Regions from separate parts of the Zea mays genome. Here region 2 is linked to region 1. A link is a contact called in public Hi-C data. All regions are on one chromosome and are shown on one strand. The core of a region is the stretch at or near the end of the contact, and the rest is flanking DNA. Distances in the headings are between cores, read along the strand shown. Region 1 holds the start of LOC100279506 (OSJNBb0091E11.19-like protein). Region 2 holds the start of LOC103651601 (putative cytochrome c oxidase subunit 5b-like).

The links. A called contact is a pair of places that touch in the nucleus more often than the background predicts.
Region 2: a Hi-C map of tassel shows a contact between it and region 1, with 2.1 times the contacts expected there. The contact joins the promoter of LOC103651601 here to the promoter of LOC100279506 in region 1. A contact is called at or near these places in 2 of 25 Hi-C or Micro-C datasets (endosperm and tassel).

What each region holds. Positions count from the first base shown.
Region 1 is chr3:230,301,677-230,309,320 of Zm-B73-REFERENCE-NAM-5.0, forward strand. LOC100279506 (OSJNBb0091E11.19-like protein) reads left to right here and starts at 2,581. Exons shown (of 1, transcript NM_001152506.1): 1 at 2,581-5,719. The coding sequence starts at 4,155. The coding sequence ends at 5,441. LOC103651598 reads right to left here. Exons shown (of 2, transcript XM_008677261.2): 2 at 6,054-6,762. The coding sequence ends at 6,557.
Region 2 is chr3:230,554,690-230,562,333 of Zm-B73-REFERENCE-NAM-5.0, forward strand. LOC103651601 (putative cytochrome c oxidase subunit 5b-like) reads left to right here and starts at 2,916. Exons shown (of 6, transcript NM_001301466.2): 1 at 2,916-3,288; 2 at 3,374-3,453; 3 at 3,557-3,607; 4 at 6,455-6,521; 5 at 6,645-6,724; 6 at 6,839-7,334. The coding sequence starts at 3,135. The coding sequence ends at 6,904. It overlaps LOC103651600 (pentatricopeptide repeat-containing protein At3g54980, mitochondrial), which reads right to left and starts at 532. Exons shown (of 2, transcript XM_008677264.4): 1 at 1-532. The coding sequence starts at 449.

The sequences.
Region 1 (7,644 bases), core at 1,331-3,830:
GAGGAATTTTGGGTTGTGCTCCGGGCCACGGCCCATGTGGCCCGGGGCCAAAATCCGCCCATGCCTCTCTCGTCCCTCCAATTTTAAGGGACAACTGGGAACAACACTGGAATAGTCCTGTCCTAACCTTTGACCCTGAACCAAACAACCTTATTTGAGTGATCGTCCCATCCCGTCCTATCCTATCATTACAACCAAATGCACCCTAAGAGTACACAGACGACTGTAGTTTTCTCAAGCGGCAAGCAAGGGGAGCGCATGACTTACATCTATAGATGTCTAGGGCGGCCGGGCTTGTCGGGCGGCCCGAAACTCGGCACGGGTTGTTTGGTCTTAGTCTGAACCTCTATCACTGAGCCGTGCTTGGGTCTAAGGCGCGGCACGATAGGCTAAGCACGATACGAACCGTTTTTTCTTCTATTTTTCATATAAATACATATATTATACTTGAACATATAGTATAAATACAAGAACCATGTTTGTTTTGTTGGTTTTGTGGACGTAAATAAATATTTATAGCTAATAACTATAGTTTAAAACTTCATATATACGTATTTTTATTATATAAACGTCATATACTATTATAGGCCCGTCGGACTATAGATCGACTTGGCACGGTTAATATCTTAGAGTTTCGTGCCTCGACCTCGCTCGGGCTCTGTGGGCTAGCATGACCCTAACCGCTTAATAATCCGGGCCAGGCCGGTATATCCTAATCTGTTCTGGGTCTATTTGGATATGTATGCTTATGACGCATGTACACATGGCAGCATGTGCCGGCGATCGAGCTAGGTTGGCGGCATCTTTGCCAATGCAGCATGTCCCAGATTGGTCGTCGTCGTGCACTGGTCGTCCATCGATCCTGAACATTTGACTATATTTAGATCATATTTATTTTCCTACTAGATTATATAAGTTAAATTATTATGGAATAAAAGAAAATTAAAGTATTATTTTAGTATCACAGATAAGTTGAAATAAGGTACTCAATGCTAAGTTATTTAAGCTTATTTGTGATTTTAAAGTGATATTTTACCCTCTTTTTTTTCACCATAATTCAACTTACATATAATTTAGGAGGGAAATCAACATCCCTAAGGACTTGTTTGGTTATTCCCATTACACGTAGATTGGATGGAATTGAAAAAAATTAAAAAGAAGTTTGACTTGCTTGAGATTTAAACCCACCTAATCTCACTCAATTCATATGGATTGAGAGCTAACCGAACAAGCCTAGACTGAGGGTGTTTGGAACCAAAGTGAGCCGGCGGACGGTCCGACCCTGAGGCCGGACGGTCCGCGGTCCGAATGGTCCGGCCCTGAGGCCGGACGGTCCGCGCAAGCGCAGAACAGATTAGGGTTCCGGGTTTTGTGCTACGGTTGTTAGCTAAATTCACGGGATTCGCTCGAAAATTAGTTTGTAAAGGGTCCAGCCCCCTCCTCTATAAATAGAGAGGTATACGGCCGATTTGGAATCATCGAATTGAATCTACGATCAATACAATTTACATTTTATCCTAGGGGGTAGTTCTAGTCTAGTTTAGGTTTAGCCTCTCGATCTCCAATTTCTCCGCTTCTCTTCGACTCTACGTCGATTAGAAGAGTCTAGGTCGGTCTACCTGAGCCTAGACATCACCTAGGATCTCTCCTCCCCGATGGGGTCCCTCCCAGGAGCGAGATACAGGCCGCCGCCGGCGATCTTCCGTCTCGCCCCTGCGTACGCGCGGACCGTCCGGCCCCAGGGCGCGGACCGTCCGGCCCCAGGGCGCGGACCGTCCGGCCGTCAATGCAAGTAGGAACCCTAGCCCTGCGCCAGGTCGCGGACCGTCCGGCCCCAGGACGCGGACCGTCCGCGCCTGACCAGAGAGCACCGCCACGGTTCTTATTGAGTGTTTGGCGCTCCGAAAAGGCGTTAATAGAGGATAATATATATGGGATCAGCTGGATTAATTGATGCCTGGACGGTGGATGCAAGTATGGGTACCACCGTATCCACTAATGGAACAGTGTTAGGCGTATACACACAAGCGAGCTGTGTACACGCTGCGCTAATAAAAAAACAGACCTGCCAATTTGCCATGATGACAAGCATTAACCAAGAACCGAAGAACGGACAACCAGATTAGCTAGGGACGAAGCGCGCGCGGCCCCACGCGGTGTCCAATCAAACCGCCACGGCCGGAACTTCCGGAATGACGAGACTATCCCCCGACCCGAGTCCGACCACCGCCAGAGTACAACGTCCTGGGAAATGGCCACGTACGCGCGCGTCAAGACTCAAGAGGGCCATGTGACCACATGCAGGGGCTGTCCCCCACGAGGGCATGAACCGAATCGGCTCCGAACCGGGAAGCGCCGCCGGTTCGGCCCGGCGCATCCGGCCGTCCGTCCTTCCGGAGCCCCACGCGATAGGCGGCAGGAGCGGCCGAGCGGGACACGCGTTGCAGTTCAACACCGCAGTGGCATTCTCGCTACTGAGACTGAGAGGCAGCCTCCCTCCCTCGTGGGCGTTCTACCGCGACGGGGGTCGCTCTATAAAGAGCGGACGCGCCCCCGCTGCTCTGCTCATCGTCCTCCGCTCCAGCAGCTGCCACAGAGACATCAGAGAGCGGTCCTCCTTGTGAGTCTGAGCTGAAGAGGAGGAGGAGGAGGAGGAGAAGCAGCAGCGCAGCCGGAGGAGGGAGAGCGAAGATGCGCCGCGTCGCGCTGTTGCTCGTCGCCGCCGTGTGCGCGCTGGCGGCGCCGGCTGCCGCGGTCGTCACTGACGGTGAGAGCTCTCGGACCTAAGCTTTGTCATATACCGTTCCGTTATGCTGTTTTCTTCACTCTAGTCCAGTCGTAGATGCTGCTACTCTGCTAGGGTACTGCTCCTAGAGTGGACACCCCAGTTTACAGCTTCCAATTCCAGCTGCCCGGAATAGCTCAGCTCTGTGAGCCAGCCGTATCAAAGCAAAACTCCCGCTTTTGTCCATACGCACGGCTCCGCTGTATACGTTCGTCCATCGTATCACTGACACCATGCATAAAATGATTCGTTTTAGACTAAACCTATATTTATTAATCAACTTATATGTCTACATTCATTGTCCTTAATTTGAACGTAGATGGAAAAAAAAGAGGGATAGAAAGAACTATATTTTTTGGAACGGATGGAATGTTCTTTTACGTAGTAAAAGAAATACATATAAAAAAGATAAAACGTTACTGAAGTTAGAACGGATGAAGGACGGAGGATACGGTGGCCCCTGAATTAATTACCAGCCGATCGAGCGAACACAGAACTGTGCTTTTCTCGTCGTCATCATACATACATTCATGCACGTAGTTAATGGCCTGGTTAGATCCGAAACTTCCCAAAGGGTCGTCATCACTCGTCTCGACAAAATGAATAGTGCTGTGTGTCGCTGTCATGCATATGGGTGGTGGGTCGATCTGATGATCATCATGCCATGCAAATGCATCAACGCTCAAGGCTTTGATTAGTATATATAGAAGAGGACCAATGGAGCATGCAAGCAAATATATACTGTACTGTAGGCACCTGTCGCTTGGCCCCACGGTCACGTACACCTCGCATGGCTAGCATGTATATATATATACTGGGCTACTGGCTGGCACCCGCCTCCTAACTGATTTTTTATATCAAACCACTCTAACATCTAAATAAAAATTCTTAATTATTCAGTTACTAACCAGCGCATGCTGGTCTGGTCGACATAATACATTACTGGGGGTGCTTGGTTGAGGATTGAGTTAGTTCATTATCTTCTCACTCCTCATTTTTTTGGTTTGGGTAATAAAATGAGTTAATCCATCACCACATTATTCCTTATATTTAGTTATTTAGTACTAATATATGGAATGTAGTCATTCCACTAAATTTGAGGAATGAGCACATGATTCATCAATTCATTTTGGATCGAATGATTCGTCAAACAAACACATCATACAAGGATTTTGCCCATTTTCCGCCGCCAAAGCATCGTCTTCAGTTATAGTACTAATGATAAAGCTGACTCGGCAAAGTACGATTAGTATTGGCCGGTGGTGCTGTGAAAAAAAGTAGGGGATGCGTGTTTGATTTGGTCGTGTTCAGATGCGTCGGACGGACCCCACGCATATGTGTGATGTGGTGGTAGATAGAGCAGCTGTGAATGCGTCTGACGATCAGCGCGAGGCCGGTGAGCCTGAGCCCCCCACCGACAGAGCAGCAGAACCAACAGACTGCAACATCTGGTGCTGCGCTGCCATGCAACGTGCACCCTGCCAGTGTCAGCTCAAAAGACTGCAACATCTGTTGCTCCCACCGGCCCACCACCAGACCCATCACGATACATACAACTGACACGAAATGCAATGCAAATGGTGCAGGTCTTCTCCCGAACGGCAACTTCGAGGATGGCCCGCCCAAGTCGGCGCTGGTGAACGGCACGGTGGTGTCGGGCGCCCACGCCATCCCGCGGTGGGAGACGTCCGGCTTCGTGGAGTACATCGAGTCGGGGCACAAGCAGGGGGACATGCTGCTGGTGGTGCCGCAGGGCGCGCACGCGGTGCGGCTGGGCAACGAGGCGTCGATCCGGCAGCGCCTGGCCGTGGCGCGCGGCGCCTACTACGCCATCACGTTCAGCGCGGCGCGGACGTGCGCGCAGGCGGAGCGGCAGCGGCTGAACGTGTCGGTGAGCCCCGAGTGGGGCGTGCTGCCGATGCAGACCATCTACGGCAGCAACGGCTGGGACTCGTACGCCTGGGCATTCAAGGCGAAGATGGACGCGGTGACGCTGGTCATCCACAACCCGGGCGTGGAGGAGGACCCGGCCTGCGGCCCGCTCATCGACGGCGTCGCCATCCGTGCGCTGTACCCGCCCGCGCTCGCCAGGCGGGCGGGGGGAAACAACCTGCTCAAGAACGGCGGGTTCGAGGAGGGCCCCTACTTCCTGCCCGGCGCGTCCTGGGGCGTGCTCGTCCCGCCCAACATCGAGGACGACCACTCGCCGCTCCCCGCCTGGATGATCGTCTCGTCCAAGGCCGTCAAGTACGTGGACGCCGCGCACTTCGCCGTGCCCCAGGGCGCGCGCGCCGTCGAGCTGGTGGGCGGCCGGGAGAGCGCGCTCGTGCAGGAGGTCCGCACCGTGCCTGGGTGGACCTACCGCCTCGCCTTCGCCGTGGGAGACTCGGGCGACGGCTGCGCGGGCTCCATGGCCGCCGAGGCCTACGCGGCGCGCGCCACGGTCAAGGTGCCCTACCAGTCCAGGGGCACCGGAGGATACAAGCGCGCCGTGCTGGACTTCACGGCCATCGCCAACCGCACCCGCGTCGTCTTCCAGAGCACCTTCTACCACATGAAGCCCGACGGCACGCTCTGCGGCCCGCTCGTCGACGACGCCTCGCTCGTCGGCCTGCGCAAGAAGAAGCCCGCGCGCCGCCTCATGCAGCTCCTGTAAGCGCTGCTTCCACGTGCACTACGCCCGGACGGACCGCGCAAGCGATGGTGTAATACGGCTGGTATGTGTTTTTTGGTTTGGTGTGTGCGTGCGTGGTATACGCGTGCCGTGCGCGCCCTGTGGCTGTGGCTGCAGTGGCGTCGCGTTGGGTGTTTTCTTGTTGTGACGAAGAAAAAAGGGTATGGGTTGGGGTGGTCCGCTGGCCGGCGCACCGGGGTTTTAATCAACTTATATTAACCTGATGAAGGTGAAGGTGAAGGTGACACGGGATTAATGGCAAAAATGCTCCTAGTACTATTTTTGTAATATCTCGTGCTCCTGCTTCTCCTCGCTCAGATCTCCACCTCCACGTCGCGCGTCCAGACCTTGTTGTTCTCGATCGTAGTCCAGTTCCAGGTTGTTGATGCCGTTCCGGTGGAGGAAGTTCTTCCACCACCGACGAAGAAGCCAACCGCTCATATATACTCGAACTGGACTCTATTGTAATCCGGACAGGACGATCAAGCATCTCCTAGCGTCTTACGGCTCCTTGTAGGGGCAGGTTTGGTTTGGCGCTCTGAGTCCAGGATCAGTTCAGATTTGATGTCTTCCATACTCAGAAGCCGCCAGCACTTTTTTTTTTGCAATATGACACTGAATTAGCCTTTCAAGTTTGTGGATCCGTTTCTTTCTTCCTCATGCAATTCGAGAAGCTACATGCATGGTGATTCTTCTGACCCAGATAAAAGATCTAGAGGATGGGGTTCTATGGTGAAAAATATGAATGGAGAGGTATTGGTGGCTGGGGCTGGGGACACAACTCGACATGCTTCATCGGCCCTACATGCATGGCGATGTGCCATTGTGGCCTACAAGAGCATTCATTCTTCATGCAATTCAGTTAGGTTTATCGCAAATCATATTAGAAAAAAAAATGGATGCCATGGTGTTTCATATTCGAGACATGATGCAATCAGAGTTTTCTTTTTTTAATGCCTCGTTATGTAATAGAGACTGTAATAAGGTATCTGATTAATTGTTTAGCTATCCATGGAGCTTATATTTTTTTTTTAAAAAAAAAGATTTTGAAAAATGTAAACTGGCTAACACGCTATGGCTGAAGCGCATGTGTTGTTTTAAATTGTTCGCCGTACGTGCTCCATTTCACTTCTCAACAGCACTCTTCTCTTATTTGTCCCATGAGCCTTGCCTACGGGATCTGAATCCTCCGTCGTGCGGCCGTCTCCTCCTTTCTCCATCGTAACACTGCTTCGTGGTCGTGGCATTATCCTGACACCGGCAACCGCCATGCGGCCCTCTCCCTTCTCCAGCAGGACGCCATCTTCTAGTCGCATGTATAGAAATAGGAGAGACAACATAATTCAGGCAAAATGGTTGAATAACTTCAAAAAAGTATAAATGAAAATTTAGAGTTACTACTTCGCGAAATATGGACTATTTGGAATGATGAAACACATCATTAGATTTTGTTAGAAGCTAGAATATCAACGCTACAAAAACCGTTACTCATCATAGACCAGGGTTAACCATCCTATTTTTACTAATTTCTCACTAATAACCGGGAAAGAGAAACCGGATGGTTTTCGTTGGTTTTCAAATTTTCTGGCTGATTTTCATTTTCAAACAAAAAATGGTTTCGAATTTCCTGACCTAGAAATGATATTTGCTGGCTGGTTTTTGTTAATTTTTCATTGAAAAATGTTGTTCCTCGGATTTTTTCGAACGAAATTCGTTGTTTGCAATGTGCATAGACTTTCAAATTAAAAAACAAAATTTGTATTTCTCGACCAAGATTTCATGATTTTTAGCGAAAATTGTTGTTTTTAAACGAAAAATGATGACTGAATTTAAAAAAAATAAATATGGGACATACCAGGAAAAATCGTTGTTTTTAATAGAAAATCTTTGTTTTTAAACCGAAAATGATGGACATTTAGAATGGCCTCCTCTATAACATCAATTTTGATAGACGTGCAACAAGGACGAACATTCTAAAACAACCATGTCTCCTAATAGATTATTTATAGAGGCAAACATATTTGAAAACGGCGACGCTACAATAGCTTATGAGAAGAAGGTGAAAATCATCCCTAATATTTTTGTTAATTCTCACAATTCAAAACATGGTCTTATTAGGTATTCATGCGGTTGTTGATGGAGATCAACAGTCAAATTTTAAAGGAATGGATGAAGAGGTAAATGA
Region 2 (7,644 bases), core at 1,666-4,165, 250 kb after region 1:
GCGTCCGGGACAACGCCCCTCGTGACCATGCGAGAGTATGCGGCCGCGGCGGCCGCGCAGTCGCTGGCAGCACGGGAGAGGCAGGTGAGGACGTGGCTGAGGAGAGTAACCGCGGCCGGCGAGCCAGGGTCCACGGTGGAGAGGACGGCGTCGACGAGCTCGTTCGGCGGGAGGCGCGTATCCAGCGCAGCGGAACGGAGCAGATGGAAGGCGTGCTGGACGGTGGGCGAGGAGGCGAGGAGTGCGCGGAGGGAGGAAGCGAGGTCATCGGCGACGCCGTGGCCACGGGCGGGGGATGGTCTAGCGAATTGGGTGGAGAGGGGCTGGACGGCGCCCTGCGGTGGCGGGGCCGCAGAAGAAGGTGCCACGGTGGAGACTGCGGCGGCAGTGTAAAGGCGGCGCCGTCGGAACGTTGAGGAGGCGGCGGCGAGGAGCCGTGTCGGGCGCATGGTGGCGCCGCAGGGGCTTGATGGGCTCCGCGCCGTCCAGTTTTGTGGCTAAACAGTTCACGGCTTCTGCATTTCTTCATTCTGGTTCAGTTTCATCATTCAGAACCCAACATTTATTTAGAAATTGCTACAAAATTGAACTGTTTTCTACAGTTTTTCTACAAAATTGAACTGTTTTCTGCAGGTGTGGATTTCTCTTTCTCCTGCTGTTTGGCTGCTCCCATCCAGCAGGTACAGGAGCAGCTGATGGAAGTGATGAATTGCCGTGTTTCGTGTGGTCACTGGTCATACGATCGGCTAGTGATTGTTCGCGTCTGTGAACAGATGATGTAGAAAAAAAAGGACAAAGAAGTTTATATACGTCGAGAGATGGACCCGGCCAAAAAAATGAGGTGGCATAAAAATATCTCCAACAGATTTCTTATTTTACTCTTTATTTTACTCACTATTTTAAACTTATCTATACAAACAGTGCATCTACAGTATAAAACATTGTTATACATGTCCGCACTCATAGAGTTGCTGGAGTTGGCCTAACAATGGAACCCTGAATAAAGGCTTACTAACATATACCCCCTCCATCCTAAAATATTAGTCGTTTTAGCTCTTAGTTTTATGTCTATATTCAAATGGAAGAAGATAAATCTAGACACATATATAAATCATATACATTAAATATTGTATAAACCTATTAATTAACTAAAACGAAGGGAGTAGATATTTGTAGATATATTAAATAAGATAAAAGGTCAACTAGAACAAAAAATTTGAGTGAGGGATGTGGCCCGTTTGGGTTTATCGATGGTCTACCCATACCTATGTCTAGTTGTGTAGTTCATATTACTCTGCATAGGGGTTACAGATGGAGAAGAGAGGAAACGAGCTCCCAAATCTTTGGTGTGCAAGTACGTATGAGTATGAATGTTAATATTCGAGTACTAGAATAGTTATGTCCTGAGCATGAGCCTCTCCAATTTTGTTATAGGCTAAGGTGGGAGCAAACTATCTTACAAGAGTCCGAGGTTGGGCAAACCGGATGAGGGTTGGACCCTACCGTGTAATCTGTTCACCGAGATTCTTGTCGGTCAAGCGACGCCGTGGCTGATGTCTACATCTTCCGTCAGGGTACTATATCCATGCACGAGTCATCCCAAAGCCTAAAGTTACATTCTGTCACGTCCCGCATCGGGTAGGTCGATGTACACTTTTGACTTCCTAGTTGTGGAAGTGGTTGAGTCGATGTCACAGTCCCCACGTCATGTCGGCTGACGTCTGCAATGTACCTGCTCTCTTGTTGTCATTCAGGTCCTGCACCATGTCAGAGCATGGCTCGCACGTCCTATGTTAGTAGTGGTTGAAGCAATACAGACCTTGGAATCTCGTGCCCGAGAGATTGGAGGAAATCTCTAGTCCCTTACTCTCACAGGTCGGTTGAGGCAAAACTTTGAGGAGGATACGGCCAGACCACAACCCCTTATGGGTCAACGATCGGGCAAGGTGGATTACAAGGCGGAGACGCCCAGGCCTTAGACCCTTAGGGTCGGGGTTGGGCAAGTCGGAGCTCTTAGATGGAGACGCCCAAACCGCAACCTCTTCGTGATCGGGGGTTGGGGGTCGAGCAAGTCAGAGTTGCTCATGTCCTTGACCCTTGTGTGATTGGAGGCTAGGCAAGGCAGACCCTTTTAGTCAAAGGTCGGGCAAGTTCGGGTGGTTGGAGGTTCGTTCTTCTCGCCAAACCTATGATACATTATGTCTACAATATTCACCACTAATAGTAGCCTCTGAGCCTCTATTGGATCTTGACACTACTTCAGTGGCTTGTTCAATATCAATGTCGTTGAAGGCACATTTGTTTTCACCGAGGATGCACAAAGCGAACTCGATGAGTCTAGTCCTCGAGCCTCTGAAAGAATTCGTGGACTCGTTCATATAATCTTTCATTTTTAAGGGCATGACCCGTGTTGTTGGGATTGTTGTCTATGATCTTGTTTTTGATTTTTTGTGTGTTGTGTAGAGCCAATTAGAAGGGCATTTGGTATTTTTATATCATCATCCCTTCCATGTCTCGTTGGGTAGATACAAAGGGCATGGGCATATGGCGAAGTAGGATGCCTAGTGATCTGATAACGAGTTAGATCGAGTGATGGTCTGGTTGCCCATCGAAGAGATTCAATGGATCAGCTAGTGATTAGCCTAAAAAGTTTCTGACTCCCGCTCCTATATAGATCTCGAGGTCGTTGGACCCCAATGGTAAAAGAGAAATGTGACTTTGAGGTATTTCTAATTGTTTTGATGATTAAATACTCAGTTACTATAAATTAACAATTCTTGGTATGAGTATATGTGTTTGTAAAGGAAATCGAGAAATATAAATCGACAAAGCATGAACTTTTATTGCAAGCCTATCTAAAATTTCTGTCACACATACACGCGTCTCCTCGCCACTCCCCCAGTCCCCCACTCCGCACGGCCGGCTCACCCGATCTCCGTCCATCAAACCCACTGCCCTGGTCCCCGTCCGTCCCGGGTCCCGCCGCCTGAACAGCCACTTCCCCTGTCCGGTGCCCCGGTTGCTTTATTTCCTCTCTGCCGTCTCCGTCCCCGGGTCAAATCGAATCGAGCCCATCCATCTCCATTTCCGCCGCCGCCGCCGCCGAGAGACCCCAACCCCACCCATCCACCACCATGTGGCGCCGCCTCCACACCCTAGCCCCCGCCTTGCGCAGGGCTACCGCCGCCGCCGCCGGGGCCCCTGCGGCGTCCGCCTCCTCTGCAGCCCGCGCCGCCCCGCTCTCCTCGGCGGCCGCCGCTTTCCGCCGCACCAGCCCGCTCCTCTCAGGTAAGGATCTCACATCCCCGGATCTCGATTCCCTGGCGGCGTCCAGCGCTGATCGAGTGCCGGTGGTCGCTTGGGTGTGCTGCAGGGGACAAGCCGGCGAGTGTGGAGGACGTCATGCCCATCGCCACGGGGCTCGAGCGGGAGGAGCTGGAGGCCGAGCTCAAGGTGAGATGGTCCGGTCTTTGTTCGAGAGGGAGGAGCTGGAATGCACGTCCGGTGTGGGCCTGTAAATGGCTTCTGATTCCTCGATCTGGCCTGGGTTTTGCAGGGGAAGAAGCGGTTTGACATGGATCCCCTGGTCGGCCCCTTCGGTACCAAGGTTAGTTGGCCGTAGTAGATTTAACCGTTCTTCCTGATGTTCCTGGATCGGATTACACATGGAGGCTTTCTATGTTTATTATAAAATAATTAGGGTTCTTCATTTATTGGTATTGCAATGAAACGTCTGGGGATGTATAGTTCTGGTAATGATTTGATAACATCTGGGTTATTGGGTAAACTACTCGCAAGTGGTCAGATTTGCATTGTTCTGCAAACTATTTGCATTATTGTTAGGGAAAATGCACTATGTTGGGACGTCATGGTGCCTGATGGCCCTCATCCATCAGTATCCATGCTTTGTTGTCTTACACTCTTACTACTCTGCTAGGATAACGAACATCAACCCTGTTTATGATACATTGTTCTGATAATTTGGCATCATGTTTCTGGTTATTTTTTAAAAACCTTTTTCATCTTGTCTACTGTGCCATGTTTTCTGTTGAATGTTGTTACTACTGTTTTATGCCACTATTCAAATCATTCACTTTCTCTAGCTAATTTTATGACTAGAGCTGTGAGGATTTGAGCCTGCTTGGCTGCTTCTCAGCAAGTTGCTTTCCACTAGTATCAATTTTTTTTTTAAAACTGGCATGCATCCTGCCTAATATGGGCTAACAATACAGTTCAATTTCGAAAGTACACACAATACCTGTGTTTACAATTGGACCAACTGAAATTATTGATCTATATTCATACTTATGTTCCTTTTCTATTTCAACGTACTTTTGGGATAGCCATTGTGCTATGCTCTTTGCATACTCATGCTAAGATGCTGATGTGAAAAGCAATGATGACACTAATAAAATTGTGAGATGCACACCAACACTTAAAAACAAATTTCCATTTATGCTTAACAAAAATGGTTTTTTGAATGGCAGATGTCTATCTTGGCAGTGTTGGTCACACTGATATTTGGTTTGATAAGTACTGTATGGTCATAAGAGTATGCTGTTTGGAATGTATTCTGTTTAACAATGCTATATGGACTAAAAGCTTGATAGTTCGATGTTGGAATGGAAAAAAATTAACCATCAACATAAGTTTCAAAACCTCTCATTTTTAAGTAATTTCGCATTGTGTTGCATACGTTTTGATATGTAACTCTGCCTTGATTTCAAAATTTTCATATTACACTTATCAAATGGCCTTGTGTAAATCTTGAGTATTTACATCAAGTTGGATTTGGTTCTTGCATTTCTGTGAGCTAAGGTTGTAATGTAACTTGTTATGCCAATGTTAGTTTCGTACCTGGGGTAACATGTAAACACTATCAGTCTGGTTGTTGTAGTATGAAGAACAAGAATCAATGAACCAGGGTACTAGGTTATTTCTGTAACTTGACTTGAACTCGATTTCCCCAATTCCCCTTTCTTTTTAGGATCTGTTTTTTCCTCGAACAATGCGAGGGAACTGTGCGTCATTTCATTAAGGTAGAAAAGAGTACACTGGTCTAGAAAGACCCAACACACACACCCACATTCTGATCACAAAGTTACAGTCGCACCACAGAAAGAATAGACACGACCAGAAATCTCGAGTTTTAAGCTCCGGTAGGCACGACATGAACACGAGTTCCTGGAGTTTGGAGGCCCCTGCCGAGCACCAAAGGCTTCCCTTCATGCTCCTTAACATCCCTAAGGACCTCATGAATGTTTGGCCTTATTGAGTTTTGTCATATCCATTATGTGAAAAAGCAGTCATTTACCATTTAAGCTTTCACCTTGCAGTGCTGCCATGTCTTCTCGTATTTCTGTTTAGTGTTTACCTCCCATATTTCTTTGTACAAATACTGCCCACAGTTTTAGGTGTTAGATTCTGTTGACACAGTTAATGGGTATAATGTGCTTCACTCTGGAAACCGGGTGTTGGATGTAAGTAGTGTTTTATGGCATAGCCAAGGCATTGCCTTGGCGGTGAGGTGCCTGCAGGGAGGAAGCGTCGACATGTAGCCAAAAGTAGTGAGGTCCAAGGTGACTGGAGGCAAAACAGAAAAAAATGTTAGGGAATCAACCAGAAAGGCCATGCAGCCGCCTCCAATCTCATCCCCGCCAAATCTGGCACTGCTTGGGACATCTATGGTGGCAGCAGCAGCTGATCCAGAAGGGGATATGACAGAGATCGGTCTGAGGGAGCAGCAGGATGGAGGGAAGGAGTGGAGGGCAGGCTGCGCACACAAGCAAAAGCAGCACAAGGGAGGGCGATGAGGCTGCCCTGTACCCTCTGTGAGGAAGGGGGAGATGTAGTGATGCTGCATCTGCGTGACAGCAGCCGAGAGCTGGGCCCAGGTGGACATGTGTGGGCATCGAAGTGTGCGTCAGTGTGTCTCTTGGACCATGACTTGAGGAAGGTATATGCACAGGATGGCACTTATGGGCTGGGCCAACCACTTCTCTTCTCATTTGCCCTTTTCTGTTTTTTCTTTCCTCCCTGCTGCTGTTTTCCTATTGAGTAAAATCTGATTCACAGACCTAAATTAGTTGCTGAATTTGAAATACTCCCTCAAATTATAATTCCAGACAACATAGGCACTCAGCCACTCACCTTAAGGTGTTGTTTGAAAAGTTAGGTGTGTATGTTGTCCGGTATTGAAGTTCGAGTTCAGTGAGTAGTTCGGGGGGGGGGGGGTGAATTAAACTTTCCCTCATATTTCTTAGAATGGTAAGGTGTCACCTCGCCTTATGAATTCCTAGGCGTTGTGAGTGTGGTAGGTCTAAGCACTCAGAGTTTTGCTGTTCTACTTACTTCCTTAGCTTCAGAAGTTTTGGGTTAAAGAGTCTGCTACTTTTTTTTCCTTGTGTACTCTGCATAATGTTATTCATTTCTTCTTTTGGTGCTGTTCCTGCAGGAGGAACCATCTGTAGTTGAGTCCTACTATAACAAGCGGATAGTCGGCTGCCCTGGTGGTGAGGGAGGTAAGCCAGTGTTGTCTATCGCCCTTATATTTTTTTTTCTAAAGTTAACAGCTGGTGTGGTGCGAAGCATTTGTGTAACCAATTGCTTGGTTTTTGCCTTTACTTGCCTGCTTTTTCTCCCAGAGGATGAACACGATGTTGTATGGTTCTGGTTGAAAAAAGATGAGCCGCATGAGTGTCCAGTCTGCTCGCAATACTTTGTGGTAATTTAAGTCCCTAAACTGTTTGTTATGCTATAAGTTATTGCTACACAATCGCACTGCCATGCTGATGCTGGTGTTAATTATTGTAATTATTTGGTTGCTTGATTTGTGCAGCTTAAGGTCATTGGTGATGGTGGTGATCCAGATGGTCATGACGATGAAGATGATGGACATCACTAAGGATGCCTTGTGGTTCTGAAAATAAGAATTTGGTGAGGCAGATGAATCCAATACACTTCTTTTTCTAGAACCAGACTGCTCCACGGCATCCTTGTTTATGAAAAGACAGTTGGCCATCAAGCAGGTGGTAGTTTTCACCTAGGTATTTTGTCCAAACAAAAGCTGTTTGAGATTTGACCCTTGCGTTTCTTTAAGAGCATCGTCGAATAAAAGATGACTGCAGTCAGATTGCTTTCTTTTGATACCTCATATTGGCCCATCGGGTGTGATGGACATGTAATATTCAGTAATGGAACAGCCCCATTTCTATGCTTAGCGTGCTGGGAATTTTGCAAAAGGCCTCCTATATCATTGACGAGTTTTAAGCCAGAGTTTGATGATCCAACATGTTTATGACCATTGTTTTAATAGTCATGCTATTCTGTGACAATCTCCATGATGCTATTTTTGTATTGAGTACGTCTTGTGACTTGTGGCATATATGCTGTTTAGTAATAGGGGCTATTTGGCTTGGACCCTCAATAGCTGGAGCACTGGGGGAGCTCTGGCTCTTGGCAAAAAAACGACTCCGCCTTCTCTGCCTGCTGTTCATTAAAAAAATGTTCTTTATAGTGTTTGGTATGGTATTGTTTCTTGGGCTCCTAGTGCTTGGTACGGTTTTTTCGCTGAAGCTGTGCCAAATAGAAGCGGCTGGGATATGGCAACTCTTTGCGTTATAAATAATCTGTACAAAAAATAAA